4 separate regions of the Mus musculus genome follow, and all the other regions are linked to region 3. A link is a contact called in public Hi-C and promoter capture Hi-C data. All regions are on one chromosome and are shown on one strand. Each heading gives the region's core, a stretch centred on a gene start, on an enhancer-like site or on the middle of the called end of the contact. The rest is flanking DNA. Distances are from core to core; before and after follow the strand shown.

Region 1 (6,143 bases), core at 2,092-4,591, 1.7 Mb before region 3:
AAGAATGCGAATTGATCCATTCCTATCTCCTTGTACTAAGGTCAAATCTAAGTGGATCAAGGAACTCCACATAAAACCAGAGACACTGAAACTTATAGAGGAGAAAGTGGGGAGCCTTGAAAATATGGACACAGGGGCAAAATTCCTGAATAGAACAGCAATGGCTTGTGCTGTAAGATTGAGATGTAAGATTGACAAATGGGACCTCATAAAATTGCAAAGCTTCTGAAGGCCAAAGACACTGTCAATAAGACAAAAAGGCCACCAACAGATTGGGAAAGGATCTTTACCAATCCTTTATCAGATAGGGGACTAATATCCAATATATATACCTATCAAGAAGATGGACTCCAGAAAACTAAATAATCCCATTAAAAAATGGGGCACAGAGCTAAACAAAGCATTTGCAACTGAGGAATATCGAATGGCTGAGAAGTACCTGAAAAAATGTTCAACATCCTTAATTATCAGGGAAATGCAAATCAAAACAACCCTGAGATTCCACCTCACACCAGTCAGAATGGCTAAGATCAAAAATTCAGGTGACAGCAGATGCTGGTGAGGTTGTGGAGAAAGAGGAACAATTCTCCATTGCTGGTGGGATTGCAAGCTTGTATAACCACTCTGGAAATCAGTCTGGCAGTTCCTCAGAAAATTGGACATTGTACTACCGGAGGATCCCGCAATACCTCTCCTGGGCATGTTCCAACTGGAGCTGAGAGGAAAGGATGGACCATCCAGACACTGCCCCACCCAGCCGTCCATCCCATTATCAGCCACCAAATGCAGACACTATTGTACAGGGGAAACACCAGGGCCAAGAAGTGGGAGTTGGTGGATAGGAAAGCGGGGTGAGGGGTGAGGGTATATGGGACTTTCAGGATAGCATTTGAAATGTAAATGAAGTAAATACCTAATAAAAAATTGGAGGAAAAAAAAGAAACCTCAAATAATATCAGTATCAGAAATCAAAAACAAATGGGAAATGTAGAGAAAGTGGCCTGGCTGCATAAGAAACTAAATGAATTTTAAACTTTTTATTGTATAAATAGCATCTAACAATCAAACAATTTTCCATCATTAGCCCTCCACTCAAGGATGAAAATTCAATGTTCACTATAATGCTTACAATGTATCAAACAGGTTTTAATTATTTATATGTATTATGGCCTAATTTATATGTAACTATGGCCTAAGCTCAATGCACTCTTACAAAAACTATAAATTTCTCATTTTATATACAACTCTGGATTTTATGAAATGAAAATTGAAAATATTCTTCCACATTCAGAGAAGACAATAATGTCTGCATAATTGAATAACACAGTCAAGATCTTTTCTTAACAGTAAATTAACCCATGATGATTAGAAATGAAAATCACAGCAGAGCTACTAGAAGTGGAAATAAAGAAAAGGAATTTAACATGGTGATTACCATTCACTTGCAACAAAAAACACAATCAAGGATTTTGTGTGCCGAATCGCCATGCAGCTTCCCCACAGGTCACACTGGTATATTAATTTTGCTATTTTACATGGATATAATAAATTTTTTATATATGTATATGTATACACACACACACACACGTTCAACTCTACCTCCTGACACTATGTACTTCTATGGATAACTTAAGAATTGAAAAGTGTTGCCAGCAGTGGTGGTGCACGCCTTTAATCCCAGCACTTGGGAGGTACAGGCAGATGGATTTCTGAGTTCGAGGTCAGCCTGGTCTACAGAATGAGTTCTAGGACAGTCAGGGCTATACAGAGAAACCCTGTCTCGAAAAACAAAACAAAACAAAAACAAAGAACTGAAAAGTGTTAATTGCCTCTATTCTAAAGTTGAGATATATAAGAAACTATGGCCTAAATTGCCCATAAATACAACAAACCAATTACCATCTTAAACAACCTTAGCCTCTTTACTAGAGCCTGGACCAGAACCTCATACAGAAACATCAACCTGAAGTGTCAAACAGTAGGACCTAGCAATCTTTATATGAATAGAGTCAGTTATAACATCTACCAACACTTTCACTACTGTAAAACCCAAACTTACTGAGCTCAGAACATATTTTCTACGTCTACATTTGAAACATTCATGGTTAGTCAACTTAAATAGTAAGTATAACACAAAGCAATTTTGAGACTATTCAATGACAATCACTTCTCCTATTGGCCTAATCCCCAGTCCCCCATTCAAATACTCAAAGAAATCCCTTGTCCTGCAGTCTCCTGATACCACTAAGATGCAGATTCTGAACTTGAGTATTTGATCAACAGGTTTAGCAGTTGGGTATAACTGATTTTAAAAATGTAGTAATAATTTCAAATAAAATCTTGGATGACAATGCAGTAATAAACACAATCACATATAGCATAGCACTAGGTAAAAGTACTGTGTTGCCATAAGTACTAGATTCTCATGATTCAGCTAAATAATGGTTAGAAATTAACATATCACATCAGTTTCCTTCACTAAAGCTTTCTATACTTCTTCTAGGTCATTAAGTTAAAGAATGGGTAACATTCTGAATAAATACTAGAGCCATACTGACTAAAGGAAAAAAACAATTATTTAAACACACAGGATTTCCATAATTTTGATACACTTGGAAGAGTGGGGAAAGTGCCCGACTTCAGAATCATTCCAAGAATGTATATAAAATTGAACACATCAGATTACATCTTCCCCGTATCTACAAAACTCATAAAGAGAACTAGAGGTGAAATCGTTTCTCACCCACTGGTTTTATACTAGCCAAATAATCCCCTCGGGAATGGGCCGTTCCTTTCCAGTAGCTACCACAGAGTTCTTTCCCTCTCCCCACGGCCTAGAACGTCTAAGCCCCGGATGTAGAGTGTGCAAACAAGGAGGGGGCCAGCCAAGGCCAGCATTGGCTGGCGGGAGGGGCTGGTGGGTCATCACACTGGACGCAGCCTTTTAAATCCAAGTCTCCACCACAGAGCAGCTCAGCACAGTTCCAAGGAGTCCCTCACGACTGAAAATTCCACGTGACACAGAAAGAGACACTTAGGAAGGAGCCCAACAGGTGCTCACATTGGGAAAACCTTACATCTACAAAAGGCTCAGGGGGTCACAGACAGGGTAAAAAGCACGCACTGCGCAGCTTTAAAGCTAAAATCAGGGACTACAGGAGGTTGACATAGAAAGGGGGGAAAAAATGCATTGCTTCTGGAAAGACACCACAGCCACTTCCGGGCCCTACCTCTCAGTACTCCACTTCCGGTCTTCTAAAAATTGTGGACGCCAGAGATAAACCGATGCGCCCAATGAGAGAATCCGCTAATACCGTGGTTTGCGAGTCGTCGGCCAAGTCCCACCTCTTCCGGTAACAGAAGCCTATCACGGAGTCTGAATGGTGCGGCATGGGCGGAGGCGCCGCGATAGGTCCAACCGGACCGCTGGAGCGAGCGGGAAGCACAGCGGGCCTGCATCCTCTTCCGCCCCGGCCCGGAAGGGTGATGTGGCTGGACCAGCACCGGCCTCACTATGGTAAGAACCTGGGCTTCCTGGCCGCGGTTGAGTTTCTCGGCGGGGCCGCGGCTCGTGCGGGGCGGCGGGGATGGTGCGGGCGCTGTGGGGCGCGGGAGCCCTGGCGCTAGCGTGATTCTCCGGGGATCCGAGGGTGCACAGGCTGGGAGTCATGCGGCCGCGATGCACATCCCGGAGCATCAGGCCAACAGTCCTAGGAAGAACCCGGGTGGTGGACTCGGCCCCTCGCCAAGAGGCCGACTTGCTGCGTTGTTTAGTGTGGAATTACGGTGGCATTCCACTAAGCCGATTGCCATCTGCTACAAATATCTGGACGGATATACACTTTCAAACGCTGGAGTCTCAGTCTCCCCCTTTCCCCTTTCTTTTATGTGTTCCCTGTGTCACCCAACCTGCATCTTTCTGCAGTAATTAATGGATTGCCGGTTTTCTTAACACTAGATACTACTGCTTCCGTTTTACCTGTGGAATCAATGGCGAGATAGGGCCCCTCCCTCATCGTTTTTTCAATTCTAAAGACACTTCTTTGCAAACGAATGTTTTTAATGATTTTAGTTACTGTCTCGAAGGAACTTGAGCCTTACTCGCAGACCACCACTCACTTTGGGAGTTCCTATGCGTGTTATTATTGATTGTTTAATAGTTTAAACCTCAGAAAACCTTACACTATAAATCACAAATAGCAACAACAACAAAGGTCAGGACAAGGAACAGAAAGCCCCTGAGTAAAGTAAACATTAGTAATTAACTTTTAAAGATCTATGAATGCATCTTTTCAGTAGTCTGGTAAATGCAGGAATCTCCCTTCACTATCACTTCAGTGGGTTTAGAAGCCATTTATAACTATATTTCTAGAGAAAGCTTGTTGTGTTATCATCTCAAAATCAGCCAGGACTCTCCCACCCCCACTAGACCTCAAATTCTACGATTAGAAGATACTGAATTTGAGTCCATTAAAGCCTTTTTTTTTTTTTTTACTTCGTACTGCAGATAGTATATTCTTGGTCAAAAGGATGTTAATAAACAGTTACAGAACTTGAAAAGTTGCTTTCTTGCCTATTTACCGAGAAACAAGTAGAATGACTTTGCTCTTAGTCAAAGGTACATTTTACATCCTCTCCTACTTAGATAAAATCAAGATAATTTAAGATGTACAGTATTTTAACTTTTTCCAAAAACAAGCTTTTGTTTACTAGTACTTGATGTGTAGAAGATGTAGTTTCTAAGCATTGTCTTGCTTTAAATTCCTGACTTCTGAGATATTTCCAGGTAAAGGAAGAGAAAAGTAGGGAGCCTGAGTTGTCTAGGATCGGGTACCTAGTAAGTAAAGCCAGGCCTCAGATTTATCTAATGACTCTATGGAGTGGTAACAAGAAAAGTGACTGGTGTGTTCATGAAGATATGCAGTTTTCTGCTCCAGATTTTTTTAACTTATGATTTGTTGAATATATGGGTGTGTAACTGGAATTGGAGGGTTGAAGGGTGAATTATATGTATCCCTATATTTGTAGAATGGCTTTGGAAGGATGTGTGATAGTATTAAATCTGTATGTTTTACTTTTTTAAGTGTTGTGAGAAAAAAAAAAGTGTATGCAATGAATGTTTTATTAGAGATGTTACTGGTCATAAGTTACACATGTTAAATATTAAGTGTAATGTCCAAAAATAATATTGGTTATAAATAACATAGAAGGTAAAGATTAAACTTAGCAGCTCCGTTTGTCTTTATATTCTGGTCCTTGGTCAAGTGTGCCATTAATCACAGAGGAAATCCAAGAAAGGTTTGTGAGAGAAAAGTAAAATGGTAAATTTTTTTACCATAATTCTTATTGTATTAGCAATAAAAATGACAGTACAAAAGAATATGTCTCTATAGTTTGACCTTATGAAAGCATTCCATGAACTTCACTCTGAAAGCCATTGTATAAGGTTAATAGGAATCTAATGTAGATGCAGTGATCTTCTCTCAGAGTACTTAACAGCAAATAAATACTTTGAGTTCCTAGAGACTGTAGTATCTTTATAGTTTAAGTCTAAATTTGGGGGATTGTTTTTTAAAGCATTGAATGATTCAAGTGAGTAACCAGCACCCAGCGTTTAACTTTTCTGTTTTACCAAACAACCTAGATTTCATTTAATATTTTCTTGATTGCAAAGTACATTTTTTCATGTAGGATTTGCTTTTTTCCCTTCAGAATATCTTTTCAATCATTTTATCGAGGTATATGAAGAATTCATTTTTCTAAAACTACTAATCAAATATTGGTTCCACCTTTGGACCAGATAGCTATTGACGCTTCAAGAGATTTATGACCTCTGAACTATAGCTTGACTCACAACCAAAGTTCTGTAGTGGAAAGTAAGAAGATAAGCTCTTATACACTTGTGAAACAGGACCAGTTAGATCAGATGCAACTGACAAGGAAAGTTCATTTATTCAACGGTAAATTTATGTGTTAAGTAATCCAGGTGTGTAATAAACTCAAAGACAGGTTATGTGTTCAGTCAGTTTTGGCCACTTGATATATAGCATGTGTTTGGATTTGCAGACTAATATTTATCACTGTTTCTGTGGTTCTTGTTTTTAAAAGATAATAGTACATATAGACTTTGGTCTAATAAAATC
Region 2 (5,648 bases), core at 2,165-4,664, 1.4 Mb after region 3:
GCCTAACTCTAATTTGTACAAAGTATTTCCCATAGGAAATAAGTCTCTCCAATTCCTCCACCAAGTGTACACTTCCTGCTACGGAGGCTGGGGGACAGCTGGTTGTTATTTCTTTACCAGTACCTGACCTGTACTCGGAATTACAGAGCTCAGAGGGAAGGGAGGGTTAAGACCTGGTTCCCTGTACTCTGCCTCCCTGAACAAGCTGCCCACTCACAAGCAATCTTTTTCACCAAGTTTATGAAAAAAATGTCATTAAGTGGTTAGCATAATGAATTTTGTTTGACATAACTTTTTTTGGAATACAGAAACTATGGACCTAAGTAAAAGAAGCATCTATACTTAAGAAAACTAAAACTAAAAAGTTCTATTTCACGTCATGCAGAGAGGCACACACCTGAAATTCCAGTGCTTGGAAAGCTAAGCGAAGATGATCAACAGTTTGAGACTAGCTGGGAAACCACAGCAAGTTCACACTCAGCCTGGGCCAAAGAAGACTCAAAAAACAAGAAAATTCTATCTCACAGCTAGCAGTAGTGGTACATTCCTGAAATCCCAGAACTCAGGAGGCTGAGGCAGATGGAATGTGAAGTGTAAGTACAGCCTGAGTTTCAAAGGAGTGAAAAATCTATCTCTAAAAGCAAACAAGGAGGACTGGAGTGTTTGAGGTCAAGAGCACTGACAGCTCTTACAGAGGACCCAGGTACAGCCCTCACTACCAACACGGTGACTCCAGTTCCAATCAACAATATGCTGGTTTTTTTCTTCTGGACCCAAACAAGTCCTATATGTCTGCATTCAGACTTAAAAGATTCAGAAATGTCGGTAATAAGCTCTCACTTTTATTTCTATACCATTACATGATCAAATCCAAACTAAGTAGAAGTCAAAAGAGGATATGGTATACAGAACTACCCTACAACATTAAAACCAGATGATTCTTGGCTTAAAATTTTCTTAGCCAAAAATTCTAGGGTACATATCTAACTCAGTATATTCAAATGCAAAATAAGTATTAACTTCCATATATTATTTTATTGAGAAATATTCTCCCTGTGTAGCCTTGCTGTCTTGGAACTCTAGGCCTGGCTGGCCCTGAACTCACAGAGATCAGCCTGCCTCTGAGAAACAGTCATTCTTCTGGAGTCCTAAAATAAAATACTAGTCAGGTTCTCTCAGGAATCCTGACCCTTAAGCCAAACTTACCTGACAGACTTCAAACAGAACCATTCCTAAGAAAGTTAACCAACAGCATTCTAGGCTTACACCCCCCACCCCCATAGCCTAAACAATCCTCTAGAGATAAGAAAGTTAATCAAAACCCAGAGATTTCAAAACTGTTTTCTAATATACTTCAATGATTGTAATGATATTAAAACAATAATCTACTGCAAAAACACAAAGGAGCCAGGTGTGGTGGCATACAAACCTTTGATCCCATTGCTTAAAAGACAGAGGGAGGCAGATCTCTGTGAGTTCAAGGCCTGCCTGGTCCAAAAACATGGTAAGGTCTAGGCTAGCTAAAGCTATAGAGAGAGATCCTGACTGAATAGCAAAACAAAACACAAGAGATGTTTGTAAAATAGTTTAATGAAATAAGATCAAGTGAAACTATCATCACTATATCAGAACTTCATAAAATTTTAACCATTTTCGTTATAGTCTTTAAAAAGCTTCCCCCACTAGAGACTACCTGTAAGTTATTTCACATTTTCTGTAGTAGTATGACTAAATTTTATAGTAACATCCAGAAATAGATAGTATCCTACTTTTCATATCTTAAAAGTTACTGGCTTTTAAATCTGTACAAAACAATAAAATAGGATAATCTAGGTAAAATGTGTACTGTTTTTAAAAAGCATTGTACTACTTCTTGCCTTGAGAAAAGAACCTTAAAGACTGTTTTGTCTAATATGCTTAAATCAAGGCAAGATTAATACAGGTTTATGTGTAAATGAAGACACGAGACAAGACAGTAACAGAGTATTTCTAGTGATAACAGTATTTGGTCTCTTAATTTGCAACTGGAATTAACTTTAGTCAAATTGATCTCAACAAGAAGTTATAGACTACTCAAGTTTACATAACTGTCTCTTCACCAAGATTCCTGAGAAAGTAGCAATTTCCTACAAGAACTGCATGGCTTAATCAAGTTATGTGTGCACTCTAAGTGTCTTGGATCAGTTCTTTGTTCTACAACACAAGTGTAACTCCCAGATCCTGCTCAGCATGCACTGTCAAAACCACCTTCAGGCTCTGAACAGAGCATTCTTTTTATTAAAAATTAAATTCCATCTAAGAGTTTCACAGAGTCTGTGTATTTCTCGAACACATACAATTGGGGCAATTCACACCAACCAGTGTTTCTATTACAGGTTACTAATCAGTACAGATTAACCGTGTTAATAGCTGTTAACACAGCAAAGCCCTATAGTACTAAACTATGTACTATGATGGTAGTGTGACTTCACAAAAACCATACGCTAAACACGTTAAATTTCCAATCCTGTTTGACCTGCACAATTTTTCCTCTTCCTCTTATCAACAAACTAATTACTTTAAACAACGCTCAAATAGGGCAAAACAAGAAACTTAAATCACAGATACCAGGAAACACATTGCCCCTTGTGTTCTTAAGCAGTTAAAGAAAGGAGAGCCCAACCACAAATATGACTAGGAAAAGTGAATTCGACCATCAGCCAGTCCTGACCTGACTGAGATGACTCCATGCTGTTTAATTGTCTCAGAGATAAATGCCTTCCACAAGAGTTCGTTAATTTAGACATTTACCTTGGGTCTCCACTGCCTTTTGGAACTCCAAGAGGGAGTATCAAGACAGTCTTACTCTTTCGGTCTAGGGAGTGAGGAGAGGGCGGGAGGCGACATGAGAACTAGCGAGAAGACAGATCAGAGAAAGGCCAACATTCTTCCCAAAGTCCGGCGGCCTGGGAACGCCCCTAATCCAGGGAGCTCCGGGGGAGCGCCAGGCTCTCCCGCGCAAAACACAGCGCCAGTCTCAGCCAAGTTTCACGCGCCCGGCCGGGGACCGGGGCCTGCACTCGTGCATCCCCACCGAAGCCCTGAAACTCACCGGCGTCCACGCCGAAGGGCCGAGCGGGGCCCAGCGGCACTGCCCGCCAACACGCTCCCAGGCCGGAGCTGCCGCCCGAGCAGGCAGAGGTAGGAGCAGCCAGCGGCCCGGCGCAGCGAGGCCCAGCTCGGGCGGGCAGGGCGGCGGAGAGTCACGAGCCTAAGGCCAGGCCCGCGCGGCCGTGGAAGGCTGGGGGTGGCGACAACAAAAAGAAAGGGGGGTGGGGGAGGAAAAAAAAAAAAAGGCGGAAGACTAAAAAGTCGCCGAAAAGGCGGCGTAGACAACCCTGTCACAGGACCCGGAAGATCAACGTGACCCCGGAAAGGAATCATCAGCGGGAGCGAAAGGTCAGACTTCCGGCAGCCGACACTGGAGAGCGCGTTTGCTGAGCTGCGCAGGCGCACAGCCCCACCCTGGTCCAGCCAGGGAGTCTGCGGCGGCTGCTGAGATGGTGGCGAGGGAAGGTACAGCCCGGCCCTTCCGCAGGGCAGTAGGCCACCCCGCTCCGCTGGCGCCGCCTCCTAAGTTACGTGCCGCTGGCCATTTCCAGGAGGCCTGTTCTGTCCATGGAGGGCCTTCCAGGAGATATCCAAAACCAACCTTCCCATTGCTGGAAAGATCAGTATGAAATCGTGGGTGATGTTCTCCTCAACAACAAACAAACAAAAACAGTTTCTTGGAGACAAAATCATGCCTCTAAGGCCCCCAAAACCACCCACACATTACCCTGCCCTAGCTCGCACTCACTTGTCTAACAAATACCCACCATTGTTTCTCATTGAGAGAACTTTAGTATCTGGTGAAACTGTCTAAACTGCTTGATTTATTGATGAATATCTGTAAACAATAGCCCTGTTTTGTCCCCGTAGAATCTGACCGTTCCCAATCCCGAAAGTAATGATTTGTTTACTGCTTTTTGGTTTTCTTGTTATTTATTCTGGGTTTTTTTCCCCCATTGTTTTTAGTTTGGTTGTTTTTTTGTTTTTGTTTTGTTTTTGTTTTGTCGGGACAGGGTTTCTCTGTATAGCCCTGGCTGTCCTGGAACTCACTTTGTAGACCAGGCTGGCCTCGAACTCAATAGTTATTCAATTTTTAATTTTTCTACCTTAATTCACAAACTGAGGTCATTTCTGTGATAATACTTAGAGTCGTTTGATAACTTACTATATGAATAATAACTTAACTGAATCCCACTTATTTCGATAAAGAGTTTTCGTTTCACTTGACTTGCAAAGTCTTTATAAATTATATTTGAATCATTTAAATAATTTTTTAAAAAACTTGTCACGTGCTTCCGAGTATCATCTGATGTGGTAAATGTTAATTGTGCTTTGGTAATAAAGTATGTTCAGTTATTGTGTAGAGTATTTTATAAATGTCAGTTAAGTTGATCTTCAACATGGCTCTGGTTTCCTGTCTTGCTTGTCTTTTCGGGCATAAAAAGGGCATATAAGAAGGCTAGGGCCAAGACAGGTGTGGTGGTGCACGCCTTTAATCCCAGCACTTGGGAGGCAGAGGCAGGCGGATTTCTGAGTTCAAGGCCAGCCTGGGCTACAGAGTGAGTTCCAGGACAGCCAGGGCTACACAGAGAAACCTTATCTCGAAAAACCTAAAACAAACAAACAAAAATGTCAGCCTATCATGTATGAGTCTCTGGGTTCAATACCCAGCACTGAAAAAGTACTGAAATATGGCTATAATTATGGCTCATTCTCTATTTCTTTTCTGTCTGTCAGCTGCTACTGCCCTTATTTATCACCCGCCAGAGAAAGTTTTTATTGTTATGGAAAGATCTACATTGTAAACTGACCTACTTTTTGCTGTTATTATTACTCTGAAGTACGTTCTTTCTGAGCATAATGCAGGTATTCCAGCTTTATGGTGGATAGTATTCATGTGCATTTTAAAAGGGAGACTGTATTTATGAATTTTCTCCTCACTCTAACCAAAATATCTGATAGAAAGGTTTCAGTTGGCTCATGGCTTCAGAAATTTCAGTGCAGTGTAGCTAGGAAGTCATGAAAGAGTTCACCACAGCCAACAGCATGCTCACACCTGCCCAGTACCAAACTGATTCATCTTCACGAACTTCTATACAATTAGAATGGCTGTTTTAAACCATGAAGCTCCACTTAGGACTTCACATTTCCACTACCAATTACATTGTATACACTTCACCACCACATACACATTAAAGAGTTTTTTAAACTTAAAAAAAAAAACTATGACAGAATTGGCTCACAAATATGAAACACCAATAACTACTTTTAAAACTGTTCAACATCCCTAGTTATCAGAGAACTGTAAATTAAAATTACTTTGAATAAGTTAATTCTCACTCCAGACAGAATGCTATCATCAAGAAATCTGACAATAAATGTAGAAGAGGATGGAGGGTGAAAAAAAAAAACCTTACCCTGGTGGCAAAGCAAATCAATGAGCCAGTATGAAACTCAGTTGTGGGGGGCTGGAGAGATGGCTCAGTGGTTATGAAAGAAAATAAAACTTGAGACCTGTGATTTTTTTTTTTTTTTTTTTTTTTTGGTTCTTCGAGACA
Region 3 (6,284 bases), core at 2,063-4,562:
ATGGCAAGAGGGAATCTGTCTTACATTGATTCCGGGATGTGCCAGTAGCATAGCAAAGGATGCAGATACTTATTCACGATGGTGACATTCACTACGGTGACAATGAGGGACTTCGTTGGCTACAGGAGCATCTGGTTATTCAGAGCATCACCCAGACTGCATGACGTCCAAAAAATAGGTCTCTTCTGAGAACTCTGGAGGTCAGGTGTGGTGGCACATGCCTGCAACTCCAGTACATGGGAGGCACGGGCAAGAGGTCCCCTTAAGTCTGAGGCCACCCTGGTCTACCTAGTTAGTTCCAGATCAGCCAGAGCTACATAACAAGACCCCATCTCAAAACAAACAAAACATTCCAACCAAACAACCAACTAACCAACTAACCAACCAACCAACCAACCAACCAACCAAAAAAACCCCTGACTCTAGCAATCTACTTCACATTTAGGTGGAAAATGGTCAAAAGCACAAAGACTTTAAATGTTTAAACATCAATTAAATAATTGTTCACACGCTAATTTGTATTTTGACCACATATACCTATTTTCAAAAAATTACAACCACAATGAAAAACATGGAATTAGGTCTGGACAGTGCTGGTATTAAGAGCACTGAGTGATATTCCAGACGACCTAGGTTCAATTCTCAGCACCCACAAAAGGTAGTGGGGGCTCACAACTCTCTGTAACTTCAATTTCAGGGGAACCAATGGAATTGGACTCTTTAGGTCTCCTGGGCACCAGGCACACAGGCTGGATATACCCAAACATAAAATAAAAATTTATATTACCCAGTGTGGATACCTGGCCTCTCCCAACCTGGGAAGTTTCCTGCCTTAGCTTCTAAAACCTATCATCGTGAAACACATTTCTTGAAGATTCCATAGCTTTCATGTAGAAAGAATTACAGGGACCTGGCCTCTTTCTTGTGAACAAATATTTTATACATAATAACAAAAGAGCATCCAAGTAATGGGAAGTACCTTTAACTTGGGACATCTAGAGGGTTTTCCACAGCTATTTAAAAAGGTATTACCATAACACAGTGGTAGGGCAAACATAGGTTTTGAATTCAGTTTGACTGCCACCTCTAGCATGGATCACATGGCTTTCATCAGTTACTTAACCTGGATACACTTCTACTGTGCTTTCTGCCTGTAATATGGGAATACTATCATGTGTGTAATATTGTTATGACAACTAACCAGTGTACTGTGTGTGTGTGTGTGTGTATAGTAAGAAAGCACAAGCCTTTAAAAGTGGCACTAGGACTGCAGCAATTGGGCTCTGTTTAAACATGTATTGTGTGACCAGATGAGTAACACTTTCTAGTTGCACAAAGAAGGTAGCAACATACAGTCATGAGCGCACCATTGCATTCTTCTTTGCCGCCTGTCTCTTTAGCCGCCTTCCTTCCCGTCGACTGTCCTTCTTTAAGGCCACGGCAATTTCTTCCCTCACTTCCTGGCTGTCAGCTGCTATCAGCTGTCCATTGTGAAGTACCTGTGAGTTCTGCTTCAGGTACTCCATGAAGCCGTTCACGTCTTCATTCAAGTACTCTTTTTTCTTTTTGTTCTTTTTGCGTTTTGCTTGAGGTGAGTCATTTCTAAGGGGCAGCCTACTGCTTTGACACTGCTTACGATTTGGAAGGCTTTGGTCTGCTCTCTCCACAGACCCCTTCTTCATGTCCTCCCATGATGTTGCTGACAGGGGTCGCTTACTATTTGAAGTAGTAACTCTAGCCCACCTGGTCATGGTTGGATCAGAGGTACTCCACTAATCTGTAAGATAAGAGCAAGTAGCAATTAATTAATTATAAATTGAAGATATACAGAAGTCATTACTTATCAAATATACTCACATTTTAAACTTTAAACCATTAAAACTCTTCATTTAGGTAGGGGTACAGACACATGGTATGCTGTGTAGACATTTTTCTACAGTATTTTGGCATTGAACAGAGAGGTTCTACTTCAGTTGAAGAAAACAACATATGCTTAGTTAAAACTAGAAAATATTTTGCCAGCAAATGATTTTTAAGTTAGAAATCATATGTAAATACTGTAAATGGTCCTCTTAAACCCTGCCGTCGTCCTGGCCATTTCTTTTCCTACCTTTAAACCAGTCTGCCTTCTCCCAATCTGCTTGCTTAGTTTGCCATTTCAATGCAACTACTTGCAAAGCACATTAGTAAACATACACAAGTCTTGTCCTTTCGTCTGTCTTTCCCCTGTAGATGTATAAAGGCAGTCTATAAAGTGTCTGTAGTCACATGGCAGTCTTCTCTTATTTAATGAGGGTGACTGCCATTTGCAGTCTAATGGTTTTAAGTCATTTTCTTTTTTTTTTTTTTTTTCGGTTTTTCGAGACTGGGTTTCTCTGCGTAGCCCTGGCTGTCCTGGAACTCACTTTGTAGACCAGGCTGGCCTCGAACTCAGAAATCCGTCTGCCTCTGCCTCCCAGAGTGCTGGGATTAAAGGCATGCGTCACCACGCCCGGCTTTAAGTCATTTTCAATGAACCCATTTTAGTGATCCAAATTGTAAAATAAACTTCACATTAAGAAATCTTGTTTGTTTACCTTTAATAAATGCATAATTAGAGATTTTCATTTAGAATGCAGATGTAAGCAGTTTTAAAAGGAGTGTATTTTAAGACGAATTATTTGGCTCCAACATAAAATTGAGTATTTTACTTTGCATACTACCTAGCAATTCTGAGAACAGTTTCTTTTTCTTCTTTAATGAATGAATACACCAGACACAATCAAAGGATTATTTCAACTACCGAGTTGCCACTTTCAGGGCAGCATCCAGTGTGCCAGGCAACTTAAAGCCTTGGCACCAGGAGTCTGCAACATGCTTTCAGGGCCGGTGAGTGACGCTGTATGCCACTTTACAGTGCACCGGTCCCCCGTCACCAAGAGGGCGGATCCTCCTCCCGCACACCCGGAATGTGAGACTCTGGGTGTCTGGAGGGTGACACGGGACAGCCGGACAGCCCTGGTGCCCCCGCACGCGCGGCATCGCTTCTCCATGCCCGCCCCAGCACTGCGACCCGCGGGCACCCTAGCAGGCCTGCGGGGCCCGCTCCCAGCAACGGAGCCGGCGATCCGACAAGCTAGCTCCCGGGCTCTGCCCTCGCGATCTCCCGCAGGAGTCCGGCCCCAGTCGGCCAAGGTAGCACAGAGGCGCCCACGCCTTAACCGGTGGTACCCGCGTAGCTCCTTACCGGGTCTGAATCCTCCAGAGCAGCTGAGACAACGAACCAGAGAAGCCCGGCCCCGGATGAGATCGCGGCCATAGAGACCGGAAGTGCACCGTCTCCACGCGTCACTTCCGGCAGGCCAAGCAAGGGAAGCGTGAGGTGTTTGTGGGTCTTAAACTGGGGAAGGTGGCTGGCTTGTGCCAGTTTGTGGGTCGTGTAGTGTTTGTTTGTAAGGGCGCTGCACTGGAGTCCCCGGACACAAAGATAATGAGCGCCCAGTCTGTGCGGTCCCAGAATGTGCAGTCTAGATGACGGAAGGACTCTTGGGAGGAAGGTCTTCCTTACACGGTCCTTTGAATTGGACAATATATTTCAATGAATTTGAAATAGTAGCGAAATAGTGAGAGAGAGAGAGAGAGAGAGAGAGAGAGAGAGAGAGAGATAGACAGAGACAGAGACAGACAGAGACAGACAGAGAGAGGGGGGGGAGAGAGAGAGGGAGAGAGAGAGAGGGAGAGAGAGAGAGAGAGAGAGAGAGAGAGAGAGAGAGAGAGAGAGAGAGAGAGAGAGAGAGAGAAAGAGAGAGAGAGAGAGAGAAAGAGAGAGAGAGAGAGCCGAGGCTCCGCAGTGTCAGCGCACCAAGAGAGTCGCTGAGATGCAAGTCTGAAGAGACCTTCGGAGCACCTATTGCTTCTGAGTGGTACTTCATGATTGCCCTGCCTGGCGTTAATTCACAGTTGGTGGCCGGAGTTCATTTTTCAATAAAATTCTAGTCCTCCGTCCTATTAGTGCTCCCCCGCCCTCCCTCGCTCGGGAAGCCTCCCCCAGGTTTGTTCAGTGAGAAACGGCATGGACGTACACATTTAGTCCTCCATCAGGCTCTGTTTATTTTGCCTCTTAAATATTTGATCCACTGCCTCTTCTCGCCTTTTGTCTCTACTGACTGTCCCGTTCGTTCCTTGTCTCAGCTTTCACTGTGTTGGCCCGAATTTTTGCAGCTCATCTGGGCAGACGTTTTTGCCCAGATGTTTTACACAAGTGAACTTTTGAAAATATAAGTCAGAGCGCCAGATCCAATTGGTGTCTTCCAGACTAAACCCCTTCCATCTTTTCTCAATGTTGAGATGATATTCAAACTCTGGAAGAGCATTTGTTACAATCTCTGTCCTATTTAAGCTCTGTACGAAGGGGCCTTCTCCCATCTTCTTTTTGTTTAGCACCAGGATTTACATACGCTGTTCTGCTTACATAATACTCTGGTTTCTTTAATTATGTTCTGTTTCAAGTCTTCCAAGATTTTATTCTTATCTAAGCCTCTGAAACATCCTCTCCCAGGCCATGCTTTTTGATTCTTTTCACAGAGGATTGTATAATAAGTTTTACTGTATCCTGATTGCCTCTCACATAATTGATCCCCATTCCTTACTACATCCGTTAGCTGGATAAAGAGTTAAAATGGGCCCAGTTTTCCTTAAATGGAAAATCAGTGTCAGAAAAATATTGTGATTTGGTATAGTAAATGCCACAAATATCCCAGAAAGTTTAAAAATACAAAACAAAACAAAAACAAACAATCCTCTAGCTGTTGGGAAATGAACTGCTTAAAAGATGGGTGATGGGAGCCGGGCGTGGTGGCGCACGCCTTTAATCCCAGCACTTGGGAGGCAGGTGGATTTCTGAGTTCGAGGCCAGTCTGGTCTACAAAGTGAGTTCCAGGACAGCCAGGGCTATACAGAGAAACCCAGTCTCGAACCCCCCCCCCCCAAAAAAAAAAGGGTGATGGGCCGGGTGTGGTGGTGGACGCCTTTAATCCCAGCACTCCCAAAGCAGAGGCAGGCAGATCTCTGAGATTGAGGCCAGCCTGGTCTACAAATCGAGTTCCAGGACAAGCAGAGTTATACAGAGAAACCCTGCCTCTAAAAACAAAACAAAACAAAACAAAAAGAAAGGTGTGTGATAATGCCTCTTATAGCTTAGTGACCTCAGCCAGCTGTCTCCAATACTAACATTTTAACTAAGTGTGAAATTTTATTTTCTGTTGATGCCTAGCCTTGAATATAATATATACCACTAGATGGCGCATTCAACAAAAATGGTGTCCTTTTAATGCTAAATTTCCTTGAAGATCTGATTTTTGGAAGTGAGGGAACACTTCTGTTTTGATGATTAGTAGTTGAGTAAACAAATCATATACTAAGTCCTCAGGATTCATGAGGAAGCGTTAGTATTCCTACTAGTAGTAGCTACTATTTACTGAGTACATCTACCCACTATCCTGGGAGGTAGCTATTGCTTTTTCCATTGAACAACGAGGAAATAAGCCCAGAGAGCTAAAGTCACTCAAGGTCACACAGGCAGTAAGAAACAAAATGAAACTTTGAACCAAGAACTCAGTCTGTATTTATGTACTCTTCTGTTTTGAAATACTGCAGAGCATTGTCTGCTTGTAATCACTTAAAATATGCTTTATTGAGTTATCCATGCCAATGTAAGACTTAGGGTGTATATTGCTTATAATTCAAGAGATTATACTTTTATTCTATGTCTCTTTTACTTATTGATATAAATATATCATTTCATGACAAAATGTAAGAAAGATGTTAAGTGAGGAGCTAAGGGTTTCATTATCAAGAGACATGCTTCATTTTTTATATTCATATTCATGCCCTCAGAGATACAATTCCAAGTGTGCTTTATTAGTCTCCTCGCCATCTTTCAATTCTTTAAAAAAAAAAAAAAACCACGATTAATCATCATATAATCATCAGGCAAGGTCTTTAAGTAACATTGCATCTATGCTCAAGGAGCTAAGTAAATGCTGAAGGTGATTTCGGCAGTTTGGAAAAAATGTTGTAAATGGATCGTGAGATGCTCAGTCTCTGTTTAAATCTTTATGTTCTGGGGATTGAAATTCAGCTAGCATGGCAAGTGGTTTGGCCATTGAGCCATCTCCCCAGTCCTGTTCTATTGTCTGAAAATACCAAGGGTTCAAAGTGTATCTCAGTTGTGGAGCACTTGCTCAGTTCACAACGACCACCTCTCCCAACATTTGATCCAAAACCACAGAGAAAACTATGCATTC
Region 4 (5,487 bases), core at 2,692-5,191, 1.3 Mb after region 3:
CTTCAGAAATGATGCTAAAGGCACTCTTCTGATCTTCTGAAAGGCCAGCTGGCTTGCTGGTTACTGAAAATTCTTCATCTTTCACAGAGGTGCCTTCAGGCTCCTGGGCTGTGCCTCCCATAGGAGGAACTCCATCAGCACTGATCTCTGATGCACTAAGCATAAACTGAGTATAGTTACTTGCTGCTGAAGAGGGCGGTTCGTTTCTGTGCACATCTTCCACAGCTTCCAAGTGATGCTTTGAAATAAGAACAGACTGTTTCAGCATCTCTTCCGTGTAGTCTTTAGATGTCTGGAAAGTGTGGACTGTGGGCCTGTCTGACCATGTTTCTTGTTTCTTCACTGTATGTTCTACAGAAGTTCCTAAAACAAGAGTTTGTGGTTCTACAGCTGACGGCTGAGTTGGCGGCGTTCCTAAATGCTTTGTTTCATCAGTCATGTCTGATACCCTAGCAGCATCCTTAGATAGGGGTCTTGGCTGCACACTTCCATCTTCCGCAGCCACTGAAGCACCAAGGGACAACTCGGGCATCACGAACCGCCTCCTTTCCTCTTTGAGATCCACTCTACTCTCACCTGACTTTTCCAACTCCAGATTTCCTTCCTGAGTAAGAGAATGGCCATCCGTTTCCTCTCCATGGGGAGACTCCACACGGGAAACCTTGGTTTTCTCTACTAAAGTTTTACCTTCTTCCTGGGGATGTGGTTGGGTTTCTGCTGCCTTTCTCTCCCTAATTTCTGGGTATACCTCTGTGACTATATGTTCTGGTTTTTCAACAACTGGTGTTGGTTTAGCCAGCAAATGTGGTTGAGCCTTATCCAAAGAAACAGCTGATGCTCCAGGCACAGGCATGGCTGCAGGGGGGTATTCTTGCTTCTCTCCTTCTGAAAATACCCATTCCTGCACTTCCTTTTCTCTCCTATCCAAAGCAAGAGTCTTGCTGGGTTTTTCCATGAGCTTTTCAGTTGGAGAGATGCGCTGTTCAAGCCTCTCAGCAGCTTTTGATTCTTCCAATTTGAAAGGTCGAGATTCCGGCATCCTTTGCAACTCTCCTACTGCTTCATTTTCCCTGAGTTCCAAGGGAGCCATGATTTCTTGCTTCTCTGCCAGGCCCCTCTTCCCTGCCAAGGAAAATGATCTAGTTTCCCAGCCATCCTTCTCCTCTGTTGGACGTTCCACTTCCTCTTCACAATGTTCCAAAGAAGTGGGTTTTGGCATTTCTTGTCTAAGTCTGTCTTCACCAAGATCACTTAAACTGCCTTTTGATTCCACTGGCAGAATCATTGATGCTGGTTCCTCTGAGTTCATCCTTGTGAAGGCGGACTGGGCTGATTTGGGCTTCTGTGGCATTCTATCTACTACGTCAGATGACGAGAGCCATGTTTCCTTGTGATCACTGCTTGGCTCTTCCTTACGTGCAGAAATATTCCACATAGACGGAGAAGAGACCTCTGGCTTCTGGCGTCTTTGGCTCTCAGTAATATGAAGAGGAGCCATGTTTTGGGCTTCTTCCATACCCACTTTCTCACCCATAGGGGAACAAGGATGAATTCCAGGATGTTTGTCACCAACTGAAGTAGCTAAGCTTTCGCCCATTCCTTCTGAGAAGCCTGGCAGTTCCTTCTGCCCATAGTTTTCAGAGTTAGACTTAGGTTGCTTTAAAACGTCTTCGTTTGATAAAAATGTGAGTTTTTCTTTAAGGTCTTGACTTATGCTGGATTTAACTGAAACGCCTTTGGGCTCCTCGGCCAGTTTAACTGTGACCTCAGGTAATGAATGAACCGCTGGCTTCTCGGCTATATTAACCTCAGCAGGAACTGTACCTTTAGGCTCTATGGCAGGTACTGCTTTCTCTACAGAGGGACCTGGACGAGTTTCTAGATCTTCGTTGTCAGAGACCTTACTATCTGGAATGCTTGATCCAAACAATAAACTAGACATCCATGATTTAAAAGATGAAATGCCTTTCTTTCCCTTCTCTGCAGGAAGACCTTGCTCAGTGACGAGTGACTTCTCAGATGGCTTTTGTGTCACCTCTGGGGTCTCTGGAGGTTGAGGTGTGGCTTTTGCTTTCACAGCAGGGACAGATTTACTTTGGGTGAGTACTTCCACGTTGCCAGAGGCTAGCTTTCTCCCTTCCTCAGAATCATCTACAGCCTTTGACTGAACCCTTCTGGGTTCCTGAGATAGCTTCTCACCAGACACTGGTGCTTTGCTTGTTTCTTGGTTTCTGGTTTCAGATGTGTGATCTGTATCCAGTGGAGCAGCCCCAAGTTTCTCTGACATCAGATCAGTGCTCTCAGAGGACTCCAGCTGCCCAGTTCCTGGTTTTCTATCTTCATGCTGATTGACTAAGCCATCTGGCTTTTCCAGCATCCAGGTGTTGTCCTTTGGAGAAATGAGACTCTCTTTCACTTTTGATCCTGTAACACTGGCACGCTCAGTTGTCACAAATGGCTTGGGTTGCTCCAAATTCTCCTTCTTCTCTGCCAATTGTTTAACACCCAGCTCTGGCTTATCTGCAGAAGAGCTGCTCTCATCAGGCACCTCAACAGCTTGGCCCTCATGAAGGGTCCGTTTAGGCTCTTTTTGCTCAATGGGGAGGTCAAAAGAAGCAGTCTCTAATGGAGCTGAGGCAGGCACAGGAAGCTTCCTGTTTTCTTCTTGTTCTTTTCCTCTTCTCTGAAGCTCAGCGGGGCCCTTTTCTAAGATAGAAGGCCCTGGTTCCGTTCCGATGGGTTTTACTGGTTCTATACCTAAGGATCTATCTCTATCTCTACTATCAATGAGTTCTGACCCAGCAGTTGGTACTTCTGATAACTGTTTGTGCTTCTCAGGCTCTGGGGGGAGCTTTATAAGCTCTTGCTCTCCTGACAGGAAACTCCCCGGCACTGGAGAAGATGTCTCCTCTGCTTGCCTGTTCATCTCATGTCTGAGGGCCAGTAATGTTGGAGCTAAATCATCTGAAACTACATTTTCAGAATCAGGAGACCTTGTTATCTCCTCGTGTTTGTCATTTGGCACCGTGGGTTTGGATGTGGGTGACACTTGCAATGGAGGTGGCTCGTTGTCTTCTCTCTCTACCTCAACCCCTGAGTTGACAGGAAGTTTGGGTTCAGGCCTTAACACCTCTGAGGTAGACATGCTGGGCAAAGGCAAACCACTGCCTAACTCGCTCTTCCCTACTCCCTTTAAGCCTGGGTGTTCCACAGGGCTGGCAAGAGATGGATCTGTCAGGACTTCATCCCTGCCTAATTTAGTTGAATTTGAATCAAGCTTAGTTACTGGCACTGTGGTGGCAGAAGAGCTGGCTTCTGTGTCTTTCCCCATCTCTTCCATCAATGCTGGAAGTGCAGGTGGTGCAGGTGGACTGTGTTCTGCTCCCCTCTCTCTCCCCGATGAAGCCGCAGGAAGTTCCCTGGTTATTTTGGACTCCTGTTTCACTTCCGTTTTCACTGCAGATAAAACCTTAGGTCCAGAAATAGATGTTTCCTCTGGAGGTGAGTGTGGTTTTGCCACTTCAGGCTCATTCTTTGACAACATTCTCTGTTCTAGTTCAGAAGTCACAGTTGGAGCTAAATTGAGTTTGACATCCGCCTTTGGCTCATCTCCCAAGTCAGACAAAACTGAATATTTCATCCCAGACCCTGGAACATTTGGGAGCCGAGGCTCTGGTGTCTGATCCTGCGATTTGTGTGCTGTCGCTTCTTGAGAATCCAGCACAGCTTTTTCCCTTCCGACTCTGGGCAAAGCCATCTGTTCATCTGCACTTGTTAGAGTGAGAGGTGCTGTGGGCTCCTGCTCTGGCTTAAGCACACAGGTTGACTCGGGTGAAACTGAGGGCTGAGAGGTGGGCAAAACGGATGTGGTTTCTTCCTTTACCACTGATGAGAGTGCAGAAGAGGAAGCTGCTATTGTAACTGCTGGCAGACTACTCTTTGCATCTCTCTTCTCCCATCCACTGGTTGGTGGTGGTACCAAATCTTCAGCCTCAGGCTCCAAAGATGCCTGAGTTTTCTCCTGCTGTGCCAGGATGAGATATTCAGACACAGAGGTTGAAATTGTTGGAACATCTGACATAGTTTCTGCTTGGCCGGTCTTATCTGCCGAAGGTAGCAGGCTCAGATCTTCGAACACAGGCCTACAAGGGGAAGACTCCTCCCGCTCCTGCGATGGCTCAGAATGCTCAGGCACAGGCGTGACCACTGAGGACCCCGCCTCTTCTTCATCTGCCTCTGAGAAGTAGGGATAGTCTGGAGCAGACCTCCTAGGTAGTAATTCGTCTGGCTCGACCTTGTTTTGCTCTGTTTCTGCGATTCGGTATGGTGGGATTGACACCTGTGATGCTGAATCCGGAGAAAAGAGGTCAGCCTCTTCCGTGTCCTCATCAGACAGAACAGTCTGCTCAGAGGGGGACGTTAAGCACAGTGGAGAATCCCGCCCCAGCTCTCTCTTCTCTAGTTCCTGAGTCGGATAGGGTGAGAATGAGAATTCTGACGCAAATGCAGAATCAGGGGAAAGGGGCCCAATATTGTCCTCTTCCTGCCCTTGCTCTGATAGACCTGTGGGTGAGGAGGCACCCTTTAGAAGCAGAGGAGATGTGTGGCCAAGCTCTGGTGTGGAAGAGAATGAGCCCCGCTGCTGGTCTCTGCTCCCTTCTTCTGATTGGACCACTTGTTCGGATGAGATGGCCCAGGGAGGTGGGGCATGGCTTTCAGAAAGCAGCTCAGTGGTTTGTGGGGGGAGAGCGCATTCCACTGCAGAGACCTCATTGGATGAAGATAGCCCAACTCCAATGGCTTCCTTTTCTTCTTCTAACAGGGTTGCAGGATCAGAAAGGCCTCTTGGTTTGAATTGGGGCATGTCATCTATTGTTTTTTGGGGGGATTCCCGTGTTGCATTTTGTGAAACCGAGGGTTTAAATGGCAGCTTTGAATCTGATGCGAAACTTCCACTTCCTAGACTCTCATCTTCCGATAGAACTGCCTGGCTCAGTGCTGCTGGGGGAAGTAGCCCAATATCTTCTTTCTCATCTTCTGCCTGAATGATGGGCTCAGAAACACGTTGGGACTTTAATGGGAGCTTGTGGTCACCTGTTTTCAACAGCAACTCTTGCGCATGTGCTGGAACAGAATACTCAGCCGCAGATTCAGATTCTGGTGAGTGACACACGCTCTCTGAGGCCTCATCTCCAGACAGGACTGGTGAAACTGTTGAAAAGAGTGGGGACTGGATGGCAGATGTCTTCTCAGTGGTGGATGGAGAAAGAGACTGCTCAGATACAGAGGTCATAGCTGGGGAATAAGACTCACGTTCCTCGTCGTCCTCTGAAAAGACTGCAGGTTCATTGCTAGATTTCACATCAGATACAGAAACTGCCTCTACTTCCAGCTTCTCTGGTGTATGGTTCAAATCCTGTAGGACTGAATACTCAGATACAAAAGCAGAATCGGTAGAAACAGACTCGTTTTCTTCTCTTTCTTCCT

The links. Promoter capture Hi-C pulls out the DNA fragments that hold promoters and counts their contacts. Hi-C and Micro-C count contacts between places; a contact is called where the count stands out from the background.
Region 1: a Hi-C map of B cells shows a contact between it and region 3, with 7 read pairs. The contact joins the promoter of Xrcc4 here to the promoter of Zcchc9 in region 3. A contact is called at or near these places in 3 of 39 promoter capture datasets (liver and pre-B cells), 3 of 484 Hi-C or Micro-C datasets (B cells, CD4 T cells and muscle stem cells), 1 of 115 datasets of contacts at active chromatin or transcription factors (pancreatic cancer cells) and 1 of 9 other capture datasets (liver).
Region 2: a contact with region 3 is called in a promoter capture Hi-C map of pre-B cells, with 4 times the contacts expected there. The contact joins the promoter of Tent2 here to the promoter of Zcchc9 in region 3. A contact is called at or near these places in 2 of 39 promoter capture datasets (embryonic stem cells and pre-B cells) and 3 of 484 Hi-C or Micro-C datasets (B cells, Sertoli cells and forebrain).
Region 4: a contact with region 3 is called in a promoter capture Hi-C map of pre-B cells, with 2.7 times the contacts expected there. The contact joins the promoter of A630019I02Rik here to the promoter of Zcchc9 in region 3. A contact is called at or near these places in 1 of 39 promoter capture datasets (pre-B cells) and 1 of 484 Hi-C or Micro-C datasets (B cells).

Annotation. Positions count from the first base shown.
Region 1 is chr13:90,086,267-90,092,409 of GRCm38.p6, forward strand. It overlaps Xrcc4 (X-ray repair complementing defective repair in Chinese hamster cells 4), which reads right to left and starts at 3,342. Exons shown (of 8, transcript NM_028012.4): 1 at 3,231-3,342. It overlaps Tmem167 (transmembrane protein 167), which reads left to right and starts at 3,401. Exons shown (of 4, transcript NM_025335.3): 1 at 3,401-3,517. The coding sequence starts at 3,515.
Region 2 is chr13:93,189,003-93,194,650 of GRCm38.p6, forward strand. It overlaps Tent2 (terminal nucleotidyltransferase 2), which reads right to left and starts at 3,415. Exons shown (of 15, transcript NM_133905.3): 1 at 3,092-3,415.
Region 3 is chr13:91,804,384-91,810,667 of GRCm38.p6, forward strand. It overlaps Zcchc9 (zinc finger, CCHC domain containing 9), which reads right to left and starts at 3,313. Exons shown (of 6, transcript NM_145453.2): 1 at 3,227-3,313; 2 at 1,368-1,777. The coding sequence starts at 1,751.
Region 4 is chr13:93,090,892-93,096,378 of GRCm38.p6, forward strand. A630019I02Rik (RIKEN cDNA A630019I02 gene) reads left to right here and starts at 3,942. Exons shown (of 4, transcript NR_046182.1): 1 at 3,942-4,272; 2 at 4,823-4,848; 3 at 4,964-5,160. Cmya5 (cardiomyopathy associated 5) reads right to left here. Exons shown (of 13, transcript NM_023821.3): 2 at 1-5,487.